Linked DNA regions of Gossypium hirsutum: region 1 is linked to region 2. A link is a contact called in public Hi-C data. All regions are on one chromosome and are shown on one strand. Each heading gives the region's core, a stretch centred on a gene start, on an enhancer-like site or on the middle of the called end of the contact. The rest is flanking DNA. Distances are from core to core; before and after follow the strand shown. Region 1 holds the start of LOC107916791 (LEAF RUST 10 DISEASE-RESISTANCE LOCUS RECEPTOR-LIKE PROTEIN KINASE-like 2.1). Region 2 holds the start of LOC107954842.

Region 1 (4,995 bases), core at 2,068-4,567, 280 kb after region 2:
GAGAAATTAAATTTGTTTTATAAGAAACTTGGGGAGAGAACTTTCAATTTCTTTATGACAACGATGTAAAAATGACAGTTAGAATTGCAAATTTTGCTATTCAAAACTGAAAGATACAATGAGACATTTTCATTGCATTCATTTATGTTAATATAGACAATTGTGACAGTTTATCAATCTTCTTGAAATTTCACAGGATGAGATTACCAGTGCTGGAGCTCAAATGGAGCCGCCTGGAATGCACATGATATACCTTCCGTACTCTGATGACATCAGAGATGATGAAGAGGCAAGGACATATTCTTTGAGTTTATGCTAAAAGATTTTCAAGTCATGTTATCACTGATAAAATTGGGGTGTTTCACAGATATTTCCAGATACAGAAGAGGATGCACCTCGAGCTGATGAGGATCAAATTCAAAAAGCTGCTGCTTTAATAAAACGTATTTATGTGAAGGATTTTTCCGCTTTCCAATTTGCTAACCCTGGTAAGCTGTCATTTTATAGTTTATACTTATAAACACTGCCATTCTATTGCTTATAGTTATTCACAGACCGTATGAAAATCAATAAATCATTAAATACACTGTAGCCCTGAAATTTTAGAATGGTTCCAAGTGTGTGAAAAGCATTTTTTTTGTTTTTAACATGATTGAAGTAATGAATCAGAGTACACCTGTTACTCTAGAGTTATATCATGGAAGTACAATTTGCTTATGATACTGAGTATAAACATCTATGGACAAGGTTTAATCATGAATTGATATAATTTCAGTTGATTTTTTTCCTTCTGTATGTTCAAGTTTATGTAATTACCGCTTGTCAAATGGTATCAGTTCCCATTCTTTTCAAGCAATATGAGTAATTTTAAGGTTTGATAGTAATAAATTCTGAGGTATCAGACTTTTTTGGACTGCCAAGTTATTGATGTCATTCTTCTGTTATACTTTGTTGACTCGGTCACCATGTTATGATAAATTGTTGCAGCTCTGCAGAGACATTATGCAGTATTGCAGGCTCTAGCTTTAGCAGAAGATGATATTCCAGAGACCATTGATGAGACAGCACCTGATGAGGAAGGTTTGACTAGGTAATAAGGATTTGGCTTTATTCTTGAACTCTTTCATCCCGTTCTGGTGGTTTATAAAATCTTTTGGCCTACAAACCGGTCATCATGAGCAATTTTTTGGCACAGACCAGCAGTTGTTAAGGCAGCAGAAGCATTTAAGCTTTCTGTTTATGGGGACAGCTATGATGAGGAAAGTGACATGGGTAAAGAAAAAATGAGCGAGGCCTCTAGAAAACGTAAAGCTATTGCAGAAAATGCAGCTAAGGATTATGATTGGGGTAACCTTGCAGACAAGGGGCAGGTGAGAGGTTTATTTAATTGTTTTCTTTGATTCAACAATGCTTTAAATTTCTCTTAGTCATCGAAATGGATTCTTTTGAACTAAATTTGAGGGTAATTGTACAAACCAGGATTTGAGGCAAAAACACTTGAGGCTTAATTTATTTGAGTGAATGCTATTTTAGAAGAAAATGCTGTTTCACTTGAAGAAAAAGTGTTTATAAACTTCTTGGTAGGGGTGAAGTCGGTTTGGTTCCGATCAGGTTTCTTTTATTTTTTGAATAACTCTCGTTTAGTAAAAATATACTAGTGTTTTGTTTTCCGATTCTATTTTCCCCTGATTTTGGAATGTAACATTGGCATGAAACCTAGTATATGTAGCAAGATTGCTGTTAATTGGGGTACTGAAATTGTCACACTTGACAAATCCAAGGAAGTTTATCTTGCCTATTTATTCCTCTTTTGCAGTTGAAGAATTTAACAGTAGGAGATTTGAAAGTCTACTTAAATGCCCACAACCTTCCTGTTAGTGGGAAGAAAGAAGCTTTAATCAGCAGGATCTTAACCCACATGGGCAAATGAGCAAAGGTGAAGCCGATAAATTATTGAAGTCCAGTATTAGATAAGCCACAAGTCCTACCACATTATGCATGCTTCTTATCGAATGCTAAAGCTAGTTTGGCATTTGCATGATGCTACTGTACTTTTCAAGGCTAAACATCTCTTTTTCCATTGACATCAAAGCTTTTATTGCGCATATTAGGTTTCGTTAGCTCATCAAAATTCGGCTTTTGATGATGCTTTGTTTATATCAAGGAGATTAGATTTTATTGTCATTATCACAATGTGTGGACATCAACTAGTATCCATGATCCATTGGTGTACATTTGGCAAAGTTTTGCATATGAAATGAAAGTATCATTTGATCTGGTAGCTTCTTCTACTGTTTCTGCAGCTTATATCCCTCTACCAAATTGTCAAATACTCAAGTTGGTACCTTAATGTTTGATCTTGAACCTTGAGCATTAATGCTATTAAGAAAGTGTACTAATATGATCTGGATACTGTTTGTAGACAAATTTGAAGTTACAAATGATGATTCCAAGCCCTGCAAAGCTTGGCATCTCTCAGTTTAGTTGCAAATATCAAATTGGATGTGATAGCAACTAGGGAATGGGGTCAGTCAGTGGAATATTATATATAATATAATGTGTATCACTCTGCTGCTTCTATTTAGCATAGATATGACCTGGTTATGGGTTTCCTGTTCGATATAGTGTACAATAAAAAATATATATAAAACCAAAAAAACCTGTTATTTTTAAATATTTTATTATAATAGAATATCGATTCAATAATTAAATAGAAAATTAGAGATATTATTCGATTGCCTTTTGACTTGAAAAAAAAAAATTGGGTTTAAGCAAGCACCTAGTTTTGGCAATTGTATTTAGACTCAGATTTTAAGATTAAAGCAGTCCAGTTACTTACAATGGCACAAGATTTGTAAACAAAACTGATGAAATATTATATATATACATATATATATATGGGCTATATTATATAGATAGAGATAATAACATAATCTTAAAACATAATTTTATTATTTATAATTTATAATTCTTTTTCATTTTTAAGGACTAAAATGATTATTTTAGAGGGGTCAAATACAATTTCATTATATATAAATTTGTAATTTTATTATTTACAAGAGGATTGAACTGGAATTTTTTTATTCTTGGGGAACCAACATCTTTGTCTGCCGCTTAAATTTATCTTTATATATATATATTAAATCAATAATTATCGATCCGATCAGAGTGTGTATTACATTTAAATTTTTAAAAAATATGTTATAAAAGAAATCACAAATTCTAAAAAAATTAATTGTTTGTTAAAAAAGGAAATCATATATTACATAGAACAAAGGAAGCAATGGCTGAATTCCTTTCTTGTTTCTTTAATGGTCACCTCCCCAGGACCCAGCATCATTAAATACCAACCACAATCCCATTAAGAATGTTTTTCACACATTCAGACTATCAATGATTAAAAAAAAAAAATGGGGGAAAACTTTCTTTTTACTGCTCCCAAGTTATTAGAATCATTAATCACTTCCTTTAATCATAAAAACCTTTCTTCATCACATTCACTGTATCCTTTCTTCCACTTCCCAATGTTAGTTTTTCACTTCATTTACATGTAAATAACTTTTTACCAAACAAACATGCCTCTCTTTCTATCTGCAACTTCATGTCTTCCCCTGGTTTTCTTCACCATTATCCTTTTGTCAGTTCAAGTTCCACCGTTGTTAAGTTCAAGCAATGAACACTATTTGGGCTGCAGCAAACAGTTCCATTGTGGGAAGATAAAAAATGTTAGCTACCCTTTTTGGGGAGGTGACAGGCCTGAGTATTGTGGTCAACCAGGGTTGAAGTTAACTTGCCTGGAAGATGAAGAAACCGAGATTACAATCATGTCTGTAAGTTACAAAGTCATTGAGATCAACATCAATTTACAAGCTTTCACTGTTGCAAGAATTGATTATCTTCAATCCCTTTGTCCCCGAACCCTGCTCAATACCACCTTGAACTTCAACCTTTTGAGTTATGCTTGGAACCTTGAGAACATAACATTGTATTACCACTGCCCTTTGATTTCCAACATATCCTCAGGGTTTCCAAGTCTGTTTAACTGCAGCACCAGCAATGGAACAGATATGGTGAATTACTATGTTATAGCATCTGTTCTGGGCAACCTGTCAACTGAAGTGAAAGATGGGTTGAGATCTTGTGATAGCCATGTGATTGTTCCAGCTTTTTATACTGCAGTTGAGACAATCAAGAGAAACCCAACTCCAGATACTTTGGTTTTGCCTCTTGGTAATGGATTTGGATTGAAATGGGATGCAAATATAGCTTCCAAATGTGAAGACTGCAATGATTCTGGGGGTAGGTGTGGGTATAATAACAGTTTGAATCAATTCACTTGTTATTGCCCAAATCATACTGATGCATCAACTTGTCTTCTATCAGGTATGCAGTAAAAACACATTTTCTTTGGAGTAATTAGAGTTTTTGGATCAAATTAATCAGGTTTCTTGGTTTAACTGCTTCATATATGCATTTAGAGAGCACTATATAAAAATTTTTCTAAAACCAGCGACTTTTTCAACCATGTGAGGTCTCAAAATCTAGGTGCTTCCATCCCTTTGATATATTAAAGTTGTGAGCTCTACATGGATTCCCAATGCTTGGAAGCATAAATTAAAGAATTCAAAAGAAAAAAAAAAGTGTTGAATCAGCTGTCTGCATATGAAATATACTTTAGGTGAAAGGCATCAACTTTAAAGCTGACAAATTTGAACATATGTTATTATTCTAAAGTAACATGCTTGCTTTTCAGCAGGAACAAGGAAATATAGCCAAAGAAACAGCTATATCTTTACTGCTAAACCCCCCCCCCCCAACTTTGCTGGCACTTATGGATCATAAAATTCTAAAAATTTAGAACATAGTATTTGCAAATTACATTTCATTTTTTATTAAATTTTTTCTTTAAATCCAAATACATATCAGATATGAATATAAAACACGAATAATTTAAGAAAAATGTACGTCTAGGTAACATGATTGTCTATTTTATGT
Region 2 (4,703 bases), core at 36-2,535:
TCTAGGAAAACAGAGCATCTGTATAAATATTTATCAAAGACATTGCTAGAAAGCAAAGCTTATGTTTATTTTAGTCAATTTAACAATGGTCTCTTCATCGAACGCGTCGCATATCCCTTAATAACTTTACTTTGATCTTTTTTAACTTTGTAACAACCTCTTTCATATGAAGCCTATCATTTGGAAACTCTGCAGAACATTCTAAGCCAACTTGCAAAATGGATAAGGCACAATTCTTGACTTTTAAATGTTCCCTTCCAATGGTGCTCAACAACTTGGGATCTACAACTTGATTTCGTGCCAGATGATATCGACTCTATTGTAGCACCCCAAATTTGCCAGGGCCCATGCAATGAAATAAACGAAATTTGTAAATTAAATAAATAAATGTCCATGTTGTAATGTCCAGTTTAGAAATGGGCCTAAAAGCCTGATGACTCAAGACCCATGTAGCCTAAGAACCCTATGCCCGGTTACACCCAACCCACAAATGGGCACGGCCCAAGGAGTCCCAAATTACAAACAGATGATGGAAGACCTAGGGTTTTTGAAACCCTAGGCACTGCAAACGCTAGAGGAAGGTTCCAGAATTTGCACCGCAGGCACGCCAATCTTCACACCCTTTTTGCGCCGTTCCAGTGACCGTCATCGTCACCTCCATCAGTGCCGTGATTCCAGGCTCTGTATTGCGTCGTGATTGGCGCACGGATCAACGCCAGCCCACTCCTCGCCGTGAGATCCTCGATGGTACCTGCAAAAAAGGAAAGAGGAACAGCAAAGACGAATGCAAATATGGCAAAAATCGAGTAGAGAATATACAAACCTGTAAATAGAGGCTATAAAAGCTGAATGATTTCACTGTAAAAGAGAGGCCTTTTTTTTTATACATACGAAAAATATATACAAAAGAGAACAGATATATGGATATTCATAGAAATTCAAGCAGTTTCTTTAAAAGGTGACTTTAGTTTCATATTCTGTTATCTATGGTTCAACATGTATGCGAGTTATTTTGGTGAAAAATTGGTATTTTAAAATGGGAAAAGGGGTTACCTGTGATTCGCCAAGGAAAGTGAAGGTTTTGAACCTTCCAAACCGTCGTGTACGGTGGCGCGTGTAGCGCGTGTAGCGCGTGTAGCGCGTGTAGCGCGTGGACGCATGAACCCGGTGACCGGAGTCTGGTCTGACAGAGGTCGGAGAAACCTGGAAAGGCTCTCCTATTCTCCTTTTCAGAGAACTTTCTTTTTTTTTTTAAAAACATGGAACCAAATGAATTTTCAAACTTTTTTTGTATTTATTGATAGCCCATACGACGTCATTTTAGAATGGTTGTTTAATAACCAAAACGACGTCGTTCCAAAGTGAGGATCCGCGCATTTTTTGTTTAAAGGGATAATTTCCCAATTGATCCTTCCGTATTTTTATGTTTTCTAAAATTCATTTTATTTTTATTTCAATCTGGTTCTAAACTTTTACATTTATTGTAATTTGGTCCTAATAGCCATTGTAAGACCTGTGCCGAGAACGATGTCGTTTTGGGGATTAGGGATAATTTCCCAGTGAGTCCCTCATTTCTAATGCGCATTTCAATTAAACCCCAAATTTTTATTTATTTGTAATTAGCCCTAGTTTTTTTTAAAAAATTTCGATCTTAGTCCTTTTTTATATATATTTAATTTATTTTCAAATACTATATGTATTATTATTTTTAAATATTAGTTATATAAAATAATGTATATTATTTTCATATTATATTATTATATACGTTTCTTATAAATTTTTATATGTATTTTTTAAACATTAGTTATATATATAAATAATGTATATTATTTTTATATTATATACGTTTTTTATATTATATATGCATTTTACTTTATATATTATTTATCTTACTATATTTATATATGGAAATTATTATATTATATCATTTTTAATTACTTATTATTTTATTTTATATCATTTTATTAACTGTTTATTATGTATAATTAAAATTTTAAATTATTACTAAAAATTACATTTATATATCATTATTTAGAGGTCAGTATATAATATTTTTTAAAAAAAGTATAAAATTTTGTTCCTATTCAATATGATGATTTGACCTTGAATTATTATATTATGTAATGTATTACATATAGTAATTATTTTTAAAAACTCTCCTTTATCATTTATACATTGCTCTAATATATTTTTTACTTCTTTTTTATTATTTTATTCGTTTTTTTTTTGTTTTTATGTTCATGATTTGTTTATTCACTTTATATTTTTTGTATTTATTGTTTTAACATGCTAATGCTATCTCACTAGCTATTTGTTGTTTACATGATTTGTTGTTTATCACGTTTGCATGAAAATTAATTGTTTATGTTGATTTAAGCTACAATTGCATGAAATATTGTTGTATATATATATTGCAATTTATATTGTTGTATTCATTATGCTCTACGTTGTATTTTGCATGTAACGATAATGCATGTATATTTATGTTATCTATGATCATATATGCATAAAATGATAATGTATATTGTGTCATTTATGCCATTATTCATCATTTTTTATTATATATGCATGAAATGTTAAAGTATATTGTGTGATTTATGTTGTATTTACCATTTTCTACATTATATTTGCATGAAATGTTAAAGTACGTAGTTTAATTAATCCAATATTGATCTTTTGTAATAGGTTAAATGCATCATCGTTTTTAAAATTTTTATATTTCATTTAATCCAAAGGAATCTTAAAAAACAAGGCAATGTCTTTTGTATTTAGGAATTCGGGAAATAGTGCCCTAACATGCTAGGTTGCGATTTCCCGTTTGTCTAAATATCTAAAATATCCTTTTTAATAGATTTTACAAATTACGAGATGATTTTTAGTTACGAAAGTTTAAGAATATCGTGTCCAATCACGCTGGATGTGATGTTCGCATTCTTTTGGGACGAAAGAATTTCGATTTTCAACTCAAATTATTACGGTTTTAAAAGAGATCTTATTGCCAAATTCTTTCAAGCTTTTGACATTAAGACAAAACTGTTCAAATTGGTATCAATTTTGGGCGTTGCGAGGGTGCTAATCCTTCCTCGTACGTAACCGACTCCCGAGCCCGTTTTCTCATAATTTCGTAGACCAAAATGTTTTATAAGGTGATCCAATCACACTTTAAAAGGTTGGTGGCGACTCCCGTTTTCAAAATACCCTTCGCATTTAAAAGGAGGTTTCGACATCTATCACCCAACTCTTCAAGCTTCTTTCTCCTTCAAACATTTCATCTGTGGGCTTTTTTCTTGTGATGATTTCCATCAAAAGAATACTAAAACTATACACAACATCTTTTGTCAAAACAATTCCTTGGATTCCATATTCTGTGTATCAATATAAAACAACATTATGAATATTCAAAGATATCTTGATAATGAAAAATTCGTATAAAATATTCAAAACAGTATATGCTTGCATGTTATAATTGAACTGGGATTTAATCTAGTTGCTTCCTTAAAAAGTCACATTTAATATATTTGAAACTCAAATCTTAACATATATGAACCCTGTTGTTATGCACATGCTACGCTTACATTGAAAATGGAAAAATAAACAAGGAGTTTTATTAGAAGTATCACCTGGTGCCATATATCCAAATGTTGCCATTGTCACGGTTTGTATCATTGAAACCTCTTCACATGAGAGTTTGGTGATGCCAAAATCACTCAAATGAGCAACCATATCTTTATCTAATAGAACATTGTTGGGTTTTAAATCACAGTGAACCACGGGTGTTGCATTACCATGGTGGAGATATTCCAATGCAGATGCAACATCTATCATTATGTTCAACCTTTGTAAGATATCCAAATATTGGTTGTTGGAATACAACCATTTATCGAGACTCCCATTAGGCATGAACTCAAGCACCAACGCTTTGAAATTAAGATCATTAGAGCAACTGCTTATTACTTTGACTAAATTTCTGTGACGAGTGTTGCGGAGAACATCACATTCAACATCAAAGCTCTTAAAAGCTCCTTCTAACTCTAACTTGAAGACCTTTACTGCAATTAGCATCCCATCTTGGAGAGTCCCTTGGAATACTGAACCATAACTTCCATTACCAAGCAACCTACTATCATTGAATCTGTCAGTAGCTTGACCAAGCAACCTACTATCATTGAATCTGTCAGTAGCTTGACCAAGCAACCTACTATCAATAAATGAATATCTATTTTTTTGATTTTCTAACATGAAATGCATTTATTAAAGTAATAATTTTATAAATAAAATAACATTATAAATAAAAACAATTTAAGGGGGAAAAGCCATGAAGAAGACTTACACATATTGAACTTTGCCCCTTTTTTTAATATTAACCACCATCATATTTAGGTTGGGTCAAAAGTTACAACCTAAGAGGTGAGGATGAGGTCTTAGAGACTCAAGAGGTTTAATACGATGTCAGCAACTTTACAACAAATTCCTAGTTTGTTGGCGCAATGATGAAGAATGTGAAAATCGAAGAGCTCAGAGTGAGGGTTATTGGTGTCGATGGTTGTGGGCAAAGGTGATGCCCAACGCTAAGCAAATTTGATGAGTAATGCTAGACATATATTAAAATTTATTATTTATAAAATGAACTAAAAGGAGAGAAAAAGCTTGAATATGATCTAAGTCTTGTTTGTGGTTTTTATAAAAGTATTATTTTTATAAAA

Evidence for each region. Hi-C and Micro-C count contacts between places; a contact is called where the count stands out from the background.
Region 1: a contact with region 2 is called in a Hi-C map of leaf, with 2.2 times the contacts expected there. The contact joins the promoter of LOC107916791 here to the promoter of LOC107954842 in region 2. A contact is called at or near these places in 2 of 34 Hi-C or Micro-C datasets (both in leaf).

What each region holds. Positions count from the first base shown.
Region 1 is chrA01:5,756,831-5,761,825 of Gossypium_hirsutum_v2.1, forward strand. It overlaps LOC107916791 (LEAF RUST 10 DISEASE-RESISTANCE LOCUS RECEPTOR-LIKE PROTEIN KINASE-like 2.1), which reads left to right and starts at 3,318. Exons shown (of 3, transcript XM_016846162.2): 1 at 3,318-4,383. The coding sequence starts at 3,576. It overlaps LOC107917996 (ATP-dependent DNA helicase 2 subunit KU70), which reads left to right. Exons shown (of 19, transcript XM_041074824.1): 15 at 197-289; 16 at 368-488; 17 at 988-1,090; 18 at 1,196-1,377; 19 at 1,817-2,281. The coding sequence ends at 1,878.
Region 2 is chrA01:5,476,579-5,481,281 of Gossypium_hirsutum_v2.1, forward strand. LOC107954842 reads right to left here and starts at 1,286. Exons shown (of 2, transcript XM_016890531.2): 1 at 1,054-1,286; 2 at 354-751. The coding sequence starts at 1,261. The coding sequence ends at 615. It overlaps LOC121206478 (receptor kinase-like protein Xa21), which reads right to left and starts at 4,248. Exons shown (of 2, transcript XM_041077445.1): 1 at 3,621-4,248; 2 at 3,208-3,365. The coding sequence starts at 4,248. The coding sequence ends at 3,208.